Linked DNA regions of Oryctolagus cuniculus: region 2 is linked to region 1. A link is a contact called in public Hi-C data. All regions are on one chromosome and are shown on one strand. Each heading gives the region's core, a stretch centred on a gene start, on an enhancer-like site or on the middle of the called end of the contact. The rest is flanking DNA. Distances are from core to core; before and after follow the strand shown.

Region 1 (5,141 bases), core at 757-3,256:
GGGCCAGGAAAGGTGCGGTAGTTGGCCATGTCCATGGCCCCAAATATTCATCTGTTCTTGAACTGACAGCCTTTGTCATGTCATTTTTGCAGTTTCAGTGAAGATGTAAATTCTATCCCTTTATCCACTTGAATTCAGGCTAACTTGCTTTAGACGATAGAAAACAGCAGAAGAGAGAGTGCCAGTCCAACTATGGATGACATGGGGCCCGGAATCGTTTTGCTTGCCCTACTTTGGCCATGAGCTCTACTTGGGGGAGCAGAGTCATAGGGACAGAACTGAATAGCCCTATCATTCTAGACAAGACCAAGGTAAAAATAAGACCTCAAATGTATGAGCAAACTCACTCAGCCAAGATCAGTGAACCCAGTCCATTCAAGTGAGCCCTGCAAACATGTAAGCCAAAAAAAATTGCTCCTTGTTGTGGGCTACTAGTGAGATGGTGTGGTTTGGAGTATTACTGTGATAGGAGCTGACACTTTAGCTTTTCACTAAAGTCATGCAAAGTGAGCACTGATGTATGGCTGTAGCTCAGCAGTTGCTTCTGACACACCAGTGCTGGTGCATCATGAGAGCACATCTCTCAGACACGTCAGTCTTCTCTGCCTGTTATCCGGAAGCGAAGTTGAAAAGTTAGAAGGGTACCTGGGGGCAGAACTCTGATATCTTGAGGACCATTGTGAGCGCTTTGCCTTGGACTTGGAAATTGGGAGCCCTTGTGGGTTTTTGAGCAAGTGGGCAGCCAGCATCTGACCAGCTGTGTGCTGTGTGCAGAGCATCTGCCCTGTGGGGACCAGTGAGGTGGCTATTGCAGGAATCCAGGTGACACGTGGCAGCTGTGCCATGGTGCTCTGATAAGGAGGTAAATTCTTGGCATTTCATAGAGGACTTGTGGGTGGGTAGGAGGTGGAACAGGAGAGAAAAAAGAGAGTCAAGGTTGACTTCAAGGCTTTGCACCTAAGAAGGATGGAGCTGTCCTTAGCTGAGACAGGAAATTGTGTTGTTTTTGAAGAAAGGCTAAGAGTTCCATTTTGGGCATGAAAAGCTTGAGGTGTCAGCTGTATCACATAGAGATACCCTGTATTAAGTAGTACTAGGTCCAGAAGTCTGGATTCGGAATATCCTTTCTGTAGCTGATGGAGGAGTTTGTCTGGGGGCAGTGGTGAGGGTAAGGAGTCAGTAAAGAGACTAAAATCTTCGTTATGGTGTAAGAGCTATAAAAAGATCTGGACACAGCATAGGGGGAGCACTGGAGCGCAAGTACCCCCTTCCTTTGTTCAAGTACAAATTCCATCTCCAGTGTTGAGGGCAATTCTTTGTTTTATTCAACCCTTCCTCAGTGTCACCCTTTCACAAGGTGCTGATCATTCTCTAAATAGCAACCACGAAGTTGGAAGTCTGGTGTCAGGCCAGCTCTGTCAGGCAGGAGTAGGGTACCAGTGGCTTCTCCCATGCCACCACTGAATTCCAGCACAGGGACCCAGTGCTTTCTTGGAAGCCCAGTGCAACTTCCAAGTATCATACACATTCAATAAAGAACCCGAAGCCACTCCCCCACCAGATACTGTATTTGATAAAGTGAGGTCCTGTGCCAGTGTTCTGCACATGTAACTGAGGGAGGTTTCTCTGTCTGGACAGGAAACCTGGGCTCTGAAGCTCTCAGTCTGCATTCAGACCTCAGCTCCCCAGTTTGGGGGTCAGGGGACTTTGAGTGAGTTACTGAATTGCCCTATGCCTCAGATTCTTACTCTGTAAGAGGGGCCGGTGGTTATAAAAGTGTTACTGTCAGGATCATATGAGGAATTCAGCTAAAGCTTTTAGCCGGTGCTTGACACAAAGCAGGTCCTCAATGAGTGTTAAGCATTTTACCTTCTGATTTCAAGCCTTGATTTTAAAATTCAATTTTGATGAGTCTAGAGTCTCGGCTGATCGTGTGGAACTAGAGAGCTGTATAGGAGGGCATCTCGTCAGTCCTGTGCGTTATGGTCCCATTACTGCTGTGCGCTATGAGGCTGTGTCAGCAAAACTTGATGTCTAGACATTTCATTAAATGTCCACTAGGTGGCAACCTGCTGTCGTATTTGCTGTTCTCACTGTCTAAATTTGTACCAGGGATCCCGAGAGACCACACACACACATTCACTTCATTTAATACGAAGAATTTTATTATCACAAACAAAAAAGGGCTGGATATAGTCACTATGTAATGAAAAAAGCTCTAATTAGCATAGTCTTATTTAAAATATAACCTATTAGTTATTCACACATTTAAACTGGCTTAGCATTATTGAAAGTATAGTTGCTAAGAGCTAGAAATGGCTTTCTCAAGGGCAAAGTATATCATTGCTCATTAAACAAATATTTAGCTTCCTGATAGAGGCCTAGGAATTCAGTGCTGATGCAGATAGATGTTCATGTTGACTTCACAATTGCTCATAGAGTCAAACAGGAAAACAGATTGGGACAATTGCAGTAGCTGTTGTACTGATGGAAAACCACGCTAGTGGAAATTTTAAATAAATAATAAAAAAACAGAGTACATATTGGAATTGAAGTTTACTTGTAAACAGAAGCAACAGCAACAAGAAGAAATTCCGTATGGTTTAATATAACTACTGATCTTGCAAATAATCAGTAAACATTTTAAGCTATGCATGGAGTGGTACCCTGCTAGTCTGAGACCAGCATAGCATCCGCAGAGGAAGATCTCAGGCCCTTTTTTGCCATTCTTCACAGAATGGAACTTCTGTCCCACTCCATGGATAACACCTGAAGATTGCCTCCTGCCTTTGGATCTGGGGACCAGGACACCAGCCCTATAGAACCCCACCAGTGAGTTGTTGGTTATGCATTATCAACAGCCTTTCCCTCCAACTGTGGTTATGGCACTTCAACTCCACCTTTTAGTTTTTAATTTAAAGATAAGGTAAACTGAAAAATACCCCTGTAATTATTTTTATGAAAATGAGAGACAGATCTCCCATCCACTGGTTCACTGCTCAGATGCGCACAATAGTCATGGCTGGGCCAGGCTGAAGCCAGAAGTCTGGAAATCAAGTCAGGTCTCCCATATCACTGTCAGGTACTCAAGAGCTCGGGCCATCATAGCTGCCACGGAGGGTGTGCAGGGGTAGGAAACTGGAAGCAGAAGCAGAGAAGTGGATCTGGAACTTGAACTCAGGCACTCCAATATGGTATGTGGACGTCCTAAGTGGTGCCTCAACCACTGTGCCAAAGCTCACCCAGAAAAACAAGTTGAGGGCTTTGAAAAGAACTCAAAGGTGAATTTGCTGAAACCTTTTTACACTCAAGTCCTGCATATTCTCAGGCACATGAGGGAGATAAAAAGCTTGATCTCACAGAATAAGAGAGAAAAGTGATTACTGGAGGTTAGCAAGGGGCTGGGTAGAGGGCATAGAAGAAGGTTGGATAATGGGTGCCAAAATATAGTCAGATAAGAAGAATATGCCCTTGTGAGTACAGCAGTGCCTACAGTTCACCACTTCCTCTGTCTTTAATACAGAACTGGAAGAGAGGCAAGCATAGACTTGAAACATAATAAATGTTTGAGGAGGTGGAAAGGTTGATTACCCTGCTTTCAACACAGCACAGGCATGTATGTATTGAGTTATCACACTGCACTCCATAAAAATATATCATTTTGTGTGTCAATTAAAGTAAGTTTTAAAACTCTTCTCTCAAAATAGGAATAGACAAGAATAGGAATGAGTTAAGAAAATCAATAATAATCTACAAGGGTCCTGCACTTAGATTACTTCCCAAGTGGGTTTAAGAGCTGCACTTTTCTTTAAAAGAACAGAAGCTGAGCATTTTAGACTGCGCCCTTTGGAGTGTGCCATTTAGAATCAAGGTGAAGATGAGGCATTGGTGTTCCGTCACTCAAAGACTTCAGCCCTGCTGCAAAAATAATGGAGAGTAAATATTCACTCATGTTTTTAGTTAAACCGAAATGCTCAAAGTGTTTATATATCATTTTTGATAATGCTACCATATGGACGATATTTTTAGAACTCACTGCAACTGCTTTCACCAAATATTTTTTAAAGAGCAGTCCTTGCTTCCATTCCTCACCCTTCTCGCCCCTTAACCCCTCGATCAAGACTCCAGTGACCTGAACTGCGTTCCTGCCCTCCTCACCACACCTGCCTGGCATTTCCACACCCCCTCCATCCCTACTCTTTGCACATTTAGACAGTAGCCACCTAGACAGCGTCCTACCTTCTATGAGCACGGTTCTGCTCAGTTTGTGCAGATCCTGCTTGATGGGTCTGTGGGGCCTGGAGCAGTGGCCTTGGTAAAGGGGGATGGGCAGGGGAGAGCAGGCAGGAAGGGACTTGCCTGGCAGAGTTCCAGAGGCAGGTGAATGAATCGTGGGCATCCAATCAGTGGGCTAGACATCTCCAAACTGTTTTCAATGGCAAACTGTGCCACATTGTGAAGACAAAGGGTGAGGCTGAGGCAGCAAGACCTGATGGGAAATGGGACTGGAGGCTAAAGTTGGGATACTGGTGCTGAATGTGATCTGAGCAACAAGAAGGCATTAAATGAATGCTTCAACTGTTATCTGCTCCTATGTAACCATTATGGCTTCTGATTGCTAAACCAAGCAATGGCGTTAACCCTTGGCAGACAGCATACAGCTCAGTGTGTGTGTGAAAGAAATATCAGTAACTCTGAACTCATGTGCAGTATTGTATCAATTCCTGTAACTGCAACGTAATGTTAGAATATCCAGTCAAATGTATGCATGTAGAAAAAAGCTAAAACCATACATAAGGAAATACTGCTCACTGTTCCAAGCTCAGGCTTTTGGATAAAAATCCAATTAGGCCTTATACTGGCATAATAATAATTATTATTATATTAGGGATAATAATAATAAAGGACTAGTTCCTGGTAAAAGCCTTGGTGTCTCATCTCTGTACATGAATTCCGCTACAGTGCCTTCCCACTCATACTTATCTTCAAGGATTTCTTGCTAAATGATCTGTGCCCACCGCATGCATTCTTGGTAAGACTGTTGACCTAGATCTTCTTTCCAGTGTTTGTCAAATGATGAAAAACTGACACACATAGACCCTAAGGTTCCTTCTCTTGGAAATCTGAACCTTGGTTGGAGG
Region 2 (5,141 bases), core at 661-3,160, 220 kb after region 1:
CCCTCTGCCTATCATCCCCAAGAGCAGCTGATTCACCTCCTGTGTATTTCCCGGCTACCTTCCTATTCAGCACACCTGGCCCTGCTCTCGCACAAGCACCACTACTAGAAATGCCCAGTCTTCTAGCCAGGTCTCACGGGACAGTCAGCAACACACCTGACAGAACTCAAAGGTAGTAGCTTGGGTGGGAGCATGGATGGGAGGGATGGTAGGGTGGGAAATATCTCTATGCTACTAAATCTGTATAAATGAAATACATGAAGTTAGTTCACCTTATATCAATTTTTTTTAAAAGTTGTTTAAAAAAAAAGAACTCAAAGGTAAACCAGACTGTTGAAAGGCCCACTTAGCTTTCACTGTCTTCCTAGGACAGGAGAAGGTCTCATCTGTTCAGCTGCCCATGGGTCCCTCTGTGGACTGGCCCTTGCCTTCCTCTCCACCAAGAACACACTACAACCTCTATCTAGAATGCAACTCTCCAGAAATGATACATTCTGCATTCCCCCTGCGACCTGCCTTGTATTCTGTGCCTTTGGGCCTCTGCCTTTTGTTTGGCTTATTCTGCTCATCACCCAGGACTCATTTCTGTTACATCCTCTTCCAGGAAACTGCATCTGGTTTCCATTGACTCCTAGTTCTTCATTTTCAGAGTATCCTGGGAAATTCTCTATCATTGTATTCACAACATTGAATTATAATTAATCATCACCCTTCTGTATAATGTGAGCTCCTTGAATTCTGTGAGTGTGCTTTCTATCCTCAGCAGCTAGACAGAGCCTGGAACTCAATACAATATTATTGAATTACAAATGAATTCCTCTTTTATACTCAGGACATACTGCTTCCAAAGTACTTATTACCTCCTATTGTATTTACTGTGCTCTTTTTCTATCTGTTCAGCTAGGTGATTAACGCCAGAGAATTGACAAAGTTTGAGTGTTACTCATCTTTGATTTTGCCTGAAGAATACGTACTGTACCAATGACAACTAAAAGAAAGAAGGAAAAGAAAAAGGAGGGAAAGCACAATTCCCATATAATCATTCAGTGCAATCTTAACACTTTAAAGAATAAAAATTCAAGTAAAATTCATAATGTTTTCCCTAACTTCTTTATTCAAACAAATGAAACAAAGATTCCTAAAGTTTTAAGAAAGAGTTACATCTTTCCACAGGTGACTGTAAATAGAATATGTATCTCACAGTATTCCAGATTGGGGCATTATAAGATTTTGAAAGGGATCAACAATTCCCGTGACTGAAAATTGAAGGAAATAGCTCCTTTGCATGTGGAATGGGCAGAGACACGCTAGAATGAGTAATGAAGAAAAATGGAACTTACATTGTACATACATGCAGCATGAGTCATTTATGTTTTTAGCTCAAGCACAATGTTGTTGAAAACATGACATTAATTCATGCAAAACCTTAAAACATCAGCAATTAAAGATTCAAGAAAAGTAGTCAGTAGTATTTTAAAACAATAGATATTTTAAAAGCCCCAAACAAACAGCATAATGAGTAAGAATATTAACTAGTACTGAAAATATAATTAACATTGTTTTATCTCTAAGAGGGAGAGAGAAAGAAAGCTACAATTTTTTAAACAGCAGTTCTATGGAATGTTCAATCACTTTGTTCCTTTTTTCCTTTTGTGTCATTTCTCCTCACTTCCAGATAAGTCATTAATAATTCTAGCTGTCTTTGGACAGTGTTAGCCCAGTCATTTCGTAACTTCTTTTTCACATAACATGTTCTTTTTGGAGATGAAAAGATTGTTTTTTCTATGTTCTTTACTGTTGTTTGTAGGTGGGAGTGGAATACAATCTAAAGAAGGCCTGCACAGTCTCTGATAGCACTGCTGAAGAGGACGGTGACTCATGCTAAGAACTGCAGCTGTCGGTACCTGTCAGGAGGAGTTAGATTCCGTGAGCCAAAACTCCTCTGGCTGAGAACACATTCCAGCAAGTCTTAAGACAGGGAACTAGAACAAGGCATTCAGAGTGGAATAAAGTCATGAGATCTGGCTGAGACAGGTTGGTATTGCTGAAGTCAAGGGCCAAGTTGTGAAAATGTGGTTTCCATGCACCTGTGTTAGAATCACTGGGGTTGCTTGTTGAAGACACAAATGTCTGCCTCAACCCAGAGTTACAGTCGCAGATTCCCTGGGGGATGGGTACCAGTTCAACCAGGGGACTCAGTCAAACAACAGCCTGAGGCCATCTGTTTTAAGCCCAACATAAAATATGTGTAACGCTTGCCTGTTACCTTCATAGTCCTGAGTGCCACACTATTTTAGGCGGGGCCTTAAATCCATTAAAATTTAGGCAATTTGTTTGGAAATTTTTGTATTTTATTAGCAAGGAAATACTTGGGACATTAAATCCCATATAGGAAATCCCATACAGTGCTACAGCACAGAGGTGAGAATTTTTGTGAGGTTCTGGGAGGATCTGGCTCACTGAATCCGGCTCACTGAATCCCTTCATGATCATTCTAACTTCTTCAGAGCACTCCAAAGGCCTGCCCTTGAAGAGTGTATGTTTTTAATGATGTGATCCTCAAAGGAAATATGCTAATTTGTAGACTCAGATGATTTGTGGGTATAATATACCATTATAATATAATATATATATATATACTATATAACATACTTTATAATATACTTTACATGTAGTATATTATAAAGTATATTAGACTACAGATATTTGTAGGTATAATATACCACTATAAAGTATATTATACTACAGATTTGACTGTAGACTCAGATGAATTTGTGGGTATAATATACCATTATAAAGTTAAGTAGGATAGGATCGACCACCAACAAAGTCTTAATCTAAGAGAATATAAAATACTCAAGTTGCAAATTCCAATTTCATAACATGAAAACGAACATGAAGTGGATGAATATTTAGGAATATGTTAGTTATTTGGTAGACAAGATATGAGAAGAATAGGAAATCATGCCAAGTCTCTTCCGAGATTTCCAAACCTGGGTACAAAATGGGTGGTACTCAAGCCCTGCCCCAAATTGTGCCTCCATTGAGTGTTCAGTTAAGCCCTAGCCCAGAAACCACTCCTTCTGGCTCCAAGTAGTATGAAAGCACAGGTTCAAAACTTGTAAAGGGCAGCATTTTGTCTCTCAAGGTCACCCATATTCCCTCCTAAGTGTATACATTCCCTTTGCTTTGAATAAGTCTTGCTTCTCTGCCCATCTTTATCTGTGACTCTTCTTTGAATTCTTTCTCACATGGAGACAAAGATCTGGATCAAATCTAGCCAGGGGCCATACTCCCACACATATGCATTAAAAGGTTATTATTAATTTATTTGTATCACCATGAAGGAGTAATGATAGATCTTAACCATTATTATTATATTAATTAAAATGTTTATAAAAATTTGAAGAAAGAGTGGGCTGATTAATGTTGATATTGAGAGGGAAGAGGAAAAATTCTACAGGATGGATGAGTTCTTTCATAATCAGCATTGGAGACAATCCAGTAGTGACATGGATGATAGCTGAGATTATGGGGAGAGGCTACCACTAAATGGTGAGTAGCCTTGAGGATACCAGAGGCAAACAGAAAAATCCTGTCTCACACTGGCCCAGTGAGATGTTACGAAAGAGTCTGAAGCAGAAACACATTTCTTAAGTATATGTAAATCTGAGAAGTGGGTGGCTCAAGAGGAGACTGGTTTACTTTAATTCAAGTCCACATTAAATCTCTGTGCTGTTTCTCTTTGCTCTCAGGAAGTGTATTTCTCTCATGCCATCCAAGCCAATATTCTGAGATAAAGGTTGAGATAAAGGTTGTTTTATGTTAAAAAAAAGTTAGTATAAATTATTTGAATGCAAGTGAACAAAAAGTGAATTGGGGATTTACTATAATAATAACACTTGGGCATTCAGCACTTTTATTCCAACCACATTGCTAGGTGATTTACATATGCTAATTTTGTTTTCATTACAAACATACAATGAAGGCACTACTTTCCCAATTTTTGGAATATAAAATAGATGCTAAAGAAGGTAAAGAAGGACTATAGATAGGTGATAGAGCCTAGGTTTTTACTCAAACATGATTCATTCTAAACCTCTCTATCTTAATTGCAAGATCGAATACCTACAAAAACTAAATGAGGGTTAAATACCTAGGATGCACCACTTGTAAAACTCCTATGCTTATAAGCTTCTCTGATTCATAGAAAATAAGGTCAGATTTATTTCTAAACAATTCTTTCACAATGTCAGGAATATTTTTGTGGGATAAAGTGTGGCCCATGTGGAAATACTTCAAAACAGGTCTTTAGAAATTATTAGCATCACAGAAGGCTCACATCTTACCAGGAATTCTCTCAATGGCAACTGCATTTAATAATGTTCATAGAGAAAGAGAGGGTGCACCCATCTACTGCTTTACTTCCCAAATGCCTGCAACCAAATGGAGGTCAAAGTCAGGAGCCCAGACAAAACCAGAGTCTCCTATGTGAGTTGCAGGAACCCAGGTACTTGAGCCTCCCAGGGTCTGCATTAGCAGGAAGCTGGAGTCAGGAGCTGGAGCAGAGTGTCAAACCCAGGCATTCTGAAGTGGGACATAATTGCTTTAACTGCTGTCGTAACCTGTAGGCCAAATGCCTGCCCTAATAATATTCTTGTTATCCATAAATCAAAGTCAACTCTCTGGCTTTTTTCCATCCAACTGACACTTAGGAGTCCCAGCTCATACTTGGAGCCTAGTCAATGGATAGTCTTGCCATCTGAAACAATGGCATAATCTTCAAAGTTTTCTGCAGTTGGGCAATATTTCTTTTTTCAGAATGAGCCTCCACTAACTTTCCTCTTCTCAGACCCAAACTAAAACTCATCAGTGGATGACTTTGTCTAGCTAGCAATCTCCTTCTAGACTCATTTCACGCATTGGCACTCGCTGACACCCCTTCTCTCACACATAGAAGGAGACACCTGCCTTCTGGATGCTCCTGCAGCACCCAGCACATCTGTATCCTGCGACTTTCATTACACTTGTATGTAGCTGTAGATTTAGGTACAATTTCACTGATTCATCATTGTATCCATGTTTACCACCATAATGGTTTACATACTGCTGTAACAAAATAATATTTATAAGTTGACTGC

Evidence for each region. A called contact is a pair of places that touch in the nucleus more often than the background predicts.
Region 2: a Hi-C map of an unstated tissue shows a contact between it and region 1, with 4 times the contacts expected there. The contact joins two enhancer-like sites. A contact is called at or near these places in 4 of 6 Hi-C or Micro-C datasets (ear pinna, embryonic fibroblasts, psoas muscle and 1 more).

Annotation. Positions count from the first base shown.
Region 1 is chr10:23,319,110-23,324,250 of mOryCun1.1, forward strand. No RefSeq gene overlaps it. Among named protein-coding and RNA genes, the nearest start is that of CCDC68, 17 kb to the right of the region's middle. Within about 2 kb of position 2,007, at least 1 of the 8 cell types and tissues checked has an H3K27ac peak or open chromatin away from gene starts, as enhancers often do.
Region 2 is chr10:23,538,566-23,543,706 of mOryCun1.1, forward strand. All of the region lies in intron 2 of RAB27B (RAB27B, member RAS oncogene family), which reads right to left. Among named protein-coding and RNA genes, the nearest start is that of RAB27B, 33 kb to the right of the region's middle. Within about 2 kb of position 1,911, at least 1 of the 8 cell types and tissues checked has an H3K27ac peak or open chromatin away from gene starts, as enhancers often do.